Regions from separate parts of the Sus scrofa genome. Here region 1 is linked to region 2. The links are chromatin contacts, called in public HiChIP or PLAC-seq maps. All regions are on one chromosome and are shown on one strand. The core of a region is the stretch at or near the end of the contact, and the rest is flanking DNA. Distances in the headings are between cores, read along the strand shown.

Region 1 (3,084 bases), core at 264-2,763, 200 kb before region 2:
GAATCCCGTGGGGGCTGTTCTTCCCCTAGAGCTGGGGTAAGAATGTGACCCCAGCCCCGAGGTCATCCAGGCCCAACTTCCACGGCTTCAGGACTTGACACACTGTCCCACAGGCCACCACACACATGACGTCACTGGCAGGCCCCGTGTCTGAATTAGATTCCAGAGTGAGCTGCCGACCCACAGGAGGAAGCCAACTCTTCTCCCAGTGGCCAGGCCTCTCAGTCTCCAAGGAAAGTACAGTCTAGTCCTGGAGAACAGGCTTGGAGCCAGTAGCCAGGCACCAGCCCAGGTCTTATAAGCCAAATCACAGTCAGCACAGCCCAGGCCCAGCTCCACCTACCTATCAACACAGCTCACCTGGAAACTTACCCCTGAAGCCCAGCCCTCAGCAGAATCTAAGCTAGGACCACCACAGGGTGAATAGGGGTCCCCGCAAGTGTAAGCTGAGGAGGCCTGCCCTGTTCTGAGGCTGCTCCCTCCTTTGACCCCCTCTCCCTTCCCTGGCTTCTGTCCCACTCTTCCCCAGAGCCTCTGGCTGTTCCTGTGCTCAACAAAGTGGCCGTGGAGGGGGAAAAATGCCCATTTACTATTTTAATTTGCCACCAGCTACTGAGGTTTCTCTGGAGAGTCTTCCCCACACAACGTCTAGGGAAAAGATGGTGCTGGAAAGCCTGGCTTCCCACATGGCAACTCATCAGGAAGGAGGCAAGAGAGATCAGGAAACAGAGAAGAGGAGCCTGGATTTCCCCAGACTTGAATCCCAGCAGAAACACAAAGCCAAGTCCGTGACCTTCACATAAACTGGGGTGATTTATTATTCTGGGAAGACAGTGGTGTCGGGAGGGCTTCCAAGAGCAGATACTCTAAGTAAGCACGTCTCCTAGGGTACGATGCCTGCAGGGTCTGACCAGCGCCCCAGCCTCACCAGTGGGGCCCTCACCCTCTGGAGCAGCAGAGAAAATGAGGCATGGCCTCAGAACTTGGCTCAGCCTGTTCTCCAGCCTCCTGGGCTTATCTTGAGCCTGATGGGTTGAGAGATGGTGCTTCAGAGGGGAGACCAACGCCAGCTTAGGTCTTTAAAGGGACGGGCTGGAGGGGTGAACCAAGGGTACCCTTCCTGATTATCCTGCACTTTGCTGAACATCCCCTGCTAACCAACCAGTTCTCGCCTTCCATCCCTCTCTCCCTCTCCCCTCCACCAACTTCCCTCGCCCTCCCCCCCCACCCCCGCCACCATCTCTCTCACCCTGCACATCTTTCATATGAGTGTCTCTTACTGGCAACTGACTCCTTCCCTTCCCTCTCTCTGCCCTTCCCTTCCCCTCCCGAAGGCCCCCACGTACTCTAAAGCCAGCAGGGGACAAGCTGCTCAGAGCTGAATGGAACAGGAAACTGCACTTTTGACTCTGAACACATTGCAGTAAAGCAGCCTCTGCTGAAAGCCAGACACGCTGGGCTCAGACATTGAACAGCAGCTTCAGGGACGCACTCTGGCTGTGATTGTGAAACATGCTTTTATTTTTACCCCCTGCCCCTCCTCTTCCCTACACTTGTCTGAGTCACCCTCCACTCAGCACTGTCGCCTCCAGCCCATCAAAGGCTTTCAGCTCCCTTTCTCTCCGGCATAGGCAGCCTAAATTGGGCAAGTGACAGTGGGTGAAGAGGGTCCCCAGAGGAATTCCCAGGAACCAAGTCAATACAAAAGGTTGTAGGTAAGTCCAGAAAAGTGAAGTTCAAGGATATTATCCATAAGCACAGTAACATCCCCCACACACACCTGCCAGACTGGTCTGGGGGCCTTGAGCAAGCCCTGTGAGACCCAGGGTGATGGACTTCCTAGGACGGGGTTCAAACAAGTACACATGGACCTCACTTCAGATGGCAAGAGACCACTCAAAGCCTAGAGAAAAACTTACTCACAGAGCAGATTTTCCAGCACTGAGAATTTAAGGTTGTCTAAAGAGTGGGGTTGTCAGATAAAATATAGGCTCCTCAGTTAAAACTGAATTTCAGATTAATAAATAATTTTCTAGTATAGGTGTTCCTATATATGCATGAGGAGTTCCCGCTGCAGCACAAGAGGATTGGTGGCATCTCTGGAGCTCTGGGATGCAGGTTCGATCCCCCACCCAAGGCACAAGTGCAGCTTGGCTCCGATCCCTGGCCCTGGAACTCCACAAGCCATGAGACAGATAGATAGATAGGCAGGCAGATAGATATTGCATGAGACGTACTTGTATTAAAAAAAAAAATTCATTGAGTTCTTGAAATTCGGATTTACCTGGGTGCCCTGTGTTTTTATTTGCTCAGTCCAGCAACCCTACTGGAGAACTACCCAATTCCACAGCCACGTGAGAAATGATGAAAGAGTACCAAGGGTAGAGGGACAAGAAATCCCAATCAGCTTCCTTTTTCTCTTCCCCGGGGTCCTTCCTTATTCCTCATCTCTGCCCCGGTCACTCTAGTCCACATTTTGACCACTCTTGCTTCCATCTCATACCTGATCCTTCAACTGCTTCCAGCTCCTGGGGCCCAGGTGTAGACCAGTGCTCTTGCCCCTTAATTCAGCTGCATTGAGGTAGAATTTTTCAAAAGCGAATTTATTAGAAGAGTAAAGGAGTATACAAATATTTGAATTCATTTAAAAAACATAGTAGTTGTCACACATAAGGAGAGCCAATCTCAAGTAAAGCCTGAGACCAGGTAAGTCCAGACACAGTCTGGGTCAATCTTTTCCATCAACTGTTCTGGGATCCATTGACTTGTAGCAAGGCTGTCCTTTCACTGAAGCTGCACCACCATTCTGGAACAGAGGCGCTCACTGGCTGCATATCAAAATCACCTAGGAAGCTTTTTGCAGCTTATCCCAGACCAATTAAATGAGAATGTCTAGAGTAGGGCTCAAGCATCTGGATATTTAAGAGCTCCCCAGGTGATTCTAATATGCAGCCAGGATTGCTAACCCATGTACCTCAGAATCACCTGAGAACCTGTAAAAAAAACTGAGGCTTGCATCCCACCCTCAAATTCTGATTGAATTGGCACAAGGTGCACCTTGGGCATTGGGACTTTACAAAACTC
Region 2 (3,509 bases), core at 337-2,836:
GTTAGCAGTAAAACCTGAGGAAGCTTGCCACTATTAGCTATATAATGCTGGTTGCAGAGTAATTACCATAATAGAAACAATAATGCATTGATTATGTGTTCACTGGGTACCAGGAACTTTACTAAATGTCTTTCTTGCGTTAGTTCGCTCGGGCTTCATCAGTGAGGATAGGGTGATTTTTACCTGCATTTTCTAGATAAGGAATTTGAGGCTAAACAATTTCACCTAACAACTGCTAGGCTATGCTTTGGCGACTGGCAGCCTATCCAGGATAGTAACTTCCATCTCTATTTCTGTTTTTAAGTGAAAATAATAAAAGAGGAAAGGAAGAAAAGACAGATTTCATGAGCAAATTTGACCACCCTGAGAATTATAGAGAGGTGAGAAGAAACCTTTCAGGTTTCAGCCAGAGACAAGAAATAATTTTAAAAGTTCAGCCAACTGAGCAACGGTAAGTTTGGAAATTTGTGGTTTCCAGTCAAAAGTGGTATAGGGACTGCTGGCAACATTGATTTTGAAAGTGTTGAGGGCTGCCACCTCCATTTAGATGCCTTTAATGAATGAGAGTCTAAAATACTCTAGAGAGAATCCCAACAGAGTCTACCAGCCAAGAATCCTTGGCTTACAAAATAATGGGGGCTGCTTCTTCCCAGTTACCATGCACAGAAGCAAAACTTGGCAGAATCAGAGACAAAGGGTTTTGATCTTGTTCCTACCATTGCTTCCACAGAAGGAAGCAAAACAAACCGCTGGGTTACCTCTACCGCCGCTCCTGAGAACCACGACCCTGCGAGCTGCTGTTTGGAAGAGAATCCCACTTTGCTCTTTGCCCGGGGAATCAGCACCCTGGACGCAGCCCCCCCCCCCCCCAAGGACCCAAGTGCAAGGTCTTTTCTCTCTCTATTCGTTTTCCTCAGAGTTCTGTTTCTTGGAGAAATTTTCCACATGTAATCAAGCTGCTACTCTGACACCATTTTCATTGAGTAACTCGTGGTGATGTCACACCAGCCAGGCACTAGGGGAAGCCCTGCTTTTATGGGTTGGCTCTTAATTTAGGAATTTTTATTTTCTGACTTTCCTCTTTTTTTTTTTCTGCTGGACTTTGGAGCAAGATGCCTGAGTGGTGAAGTGTTGCCTGCTTTTGAGCAAAGGAATTCCTGCTCGTTGAGAGGCAAATGGTTGAGTGAAGGCAAGCTGTGAGTCCTGTAATAGTATGTCTTAATTGGAGAGCTGGCAAGAGAGGAAGGATGTGTAGGCCTGGTGCGGGTGCTGTTGCTCCTGTTGGGGTTTGTGGAGCTGAGCTGAGAAGACAGGCTGGGGACAGCAGGACTTCCGGCCACCCCCTAGTGTCCCTGTCCTGTGTACCTGGGGAGCCAACGGCCCCCTCCTCCCTGGCGCCTGGGCAACCACATCTCTCCCCCATCCCCACCGTCCTTCCTCGCCTCTCAGCGGCTCTGTGCAGCGGAGCCGGCAGAGGCAGCTTGGCAAACGTCGCCTGTAAAAGCCTAATCCAAACAGCATGTCCGCTGAGCTCAGCGGGGTGACTCATGTGCAGTGACGTGTGAGGCCGGCAAGCGGAGATTAGGATCTGGCCCGCCCGCCAGCCTACCCTGCACTTCCTTTGATCAACTCTGATGGTTTTTAATTCTGCAGAAGCAGCTTCCTGCCGGCGGCAAGCGCCTCTCCGTGGAGGCTGGAGCCGTGTCTTTGCTGACCTACTTGTCAGAGTCGAGGCCGGCGTGTGCTAATGGCACGGGGACTGACACTCTGGGCTCACAGCCCACACTGAGCAAGAGGGGAGCCTCTTTCGCGGAGGTGCCCACGGTGACATCAAAAGCTTACTCCTCAGCCAACACCAGCAAGGCCATGTGTGTGAGCAGCCTGAGTTCTGAACCTGATCCTGGCCTGGGTTAGACTCACCGAGGAATAAAGAAATTGGCTCTCTCTAGGGCGGTTTTTTTTTTTCCTTATTTCTTTTTTCTTTTCTTTTTTTTTCTTTTTTTTTTTTTTTGTAAGCTGGGGCATCTTTAAGGACAGTGTCTGGCACAAAATGAAACATTCTTTGGGCTCTTCAGAAGTACTGTCTCACATCTGTTTTGCTCAAAATGGAACGAAGTATATTACTTTCTTGAACTTTTTTCCCCTACTTGAGTGGAATGTGTTTGCCTCTTGCTTATTCCAAATCCCCTCAATGACCAATGCCAAGCAGAGCCCCTGAAACAAAATTTCATTCTCTCTCTCTTCTCCTCTCATTTTTATCTTGCTCTCTCCTTTCTCTCTCTTTTCTCAGGAAGTAGAGAGTGATTAGCCACCTTGGCTGAGAGTTAGGGAGATCCTGGGCTGGGTGTGGGGCTTAAAATATCCCCAGTGCCAGGCTCTACCCCAGAAGAATTCACTTAGAGTCGTTGAGGGTAGGACCAGACATCAAGAATGTTTTAAGCTCCCCTTGTACAGGCGAAGTTGGGACTCACTGACATGTAGGCTCTCATGGCATAAGCTGTTAGCCTTAGGGATGCTTCCAGTCTCCCTGTCTCCCCCACCACCATTCAGTGAGAGCCTTCTGGAAGCCGGCATATACTCTAGCAGGTTAAGGTACAATGTTATCTAGATAGGGTAACTAGCCTACCTATTAAGAAGAATTTGTCCATCTGCTTAAAGTATTTACCATCCCACTGAGACTTAGCGCAGAGAATGAACATGAGGCACTGAAATACAGAATAGATGGGTCTTGCAGGGAGGCCATAAGGGATGGTCCAGCATACAGGACAGTGACCAACCCAGAGGGAATGTCTGGGAAGCAGGTTTGTATGTGGTGGTGATGGGCTGTGCATAGGGCTGCCAGGTAAAATAAGGAACACTAGTTAATTTGGTTTTTTGTTTGTTTGTTTGTTTGATTTTGTCTTTTTTCTAGGGCCGCACCTACAGCATATGAAGGTTTCCAGGCTAGGGGTCTAATCAGAGCTGTAGCCACCGGCCTATGCCAGAGCCACAGCAACGCCAGATCCGAGACACCTCTGTGACCTACACCACAGCTCATGGAAACGCTAGATCCTTAACCCACTGAGCGAGGCCAGGGATCAAACCAGCAACCTCATGGTTCCTAGTCGGATTCATTAACCACTGAGCCACGACAGGAACTCAGTACTAGTTAATTTTGAATTTCAAACAAATTCAAGTAGTACAATATTTGGGACCTACTTATATTAAAAAAATTGTTCATTGTTCATTTGCAATTCAAATGGAATTGAGTGTTCTACATTTTGTTTGCTAAATCTAGAAATCCTAGTTGTAGATGGCAGTCCAGAGAGGAGAATCTTGGGTATTTGAGGTAGTGGTAGGTTTCACCTGTGTGGTTATGGTCTTCCCCAGGGGCTTTGGGGAAAATGTATTGGAATTTGGCTGCCACACTGACCAGGGATTGCTGTGAGCATTGGTGGGTGTAGACCAGGATGCCAAAGATACTGCAGTGGGTGGGATAGTTCCAATGAAGAACTGTCCCATCTAAAATG

Evidence for each region. HiChIP or PLAC-seq counts read pairs in DNA pulled down with a chosen protein or histone mark.
Region 1: an H3K27ac HiChIP or PLAC-seq map of skeletal muscle shows a contact between it and region 2. The contact joins two enhancer-like sites. A contact is called at or near these places in 1 of 47 Hi-C or Micro-C datasets (embryonic fibroblasts) and 1 of 2 datasets of contacts at active chromatin or transcription factors (skeletal muscle).

The regions. Positions count from the first base shown.
Region 1 is chr3:98,385,115-98,388,198 of Sscrofa11.1, reverse strand. No RefSeq gene overlaps it. Among named protein-coding and RNA genes, the nearest start is that of C3H2orf91, 25 kb to the right of the region's middle. Within about 2 kb of position 1,513, at least 43 of the 83 cell types and tissues checked have an H3K27ac peak or open chromatin away from gene starts, as enhancers often do. A contact at or near this core is called in embryonic fibroblasts and skeletal muscle, where this site is marked.
Region 2 is chr3:98,187,483-98,190,991 of Sscrofa11.1, reverse strand. No RefSeq gene overlaps it. Among named protein-coding and RNA genes, the nearest start is that of EML4, 33 kb to the right of the region's middle. Within about 2 kb of position 1,586, at least 75 of the 83 cell types and tissues checked have an H3K27ac peak or open chromatin away from gene starts, as enhancers often do. A contact at or near this core is called in embryonic fibroblasts and skeletal muscle, where this site is marked.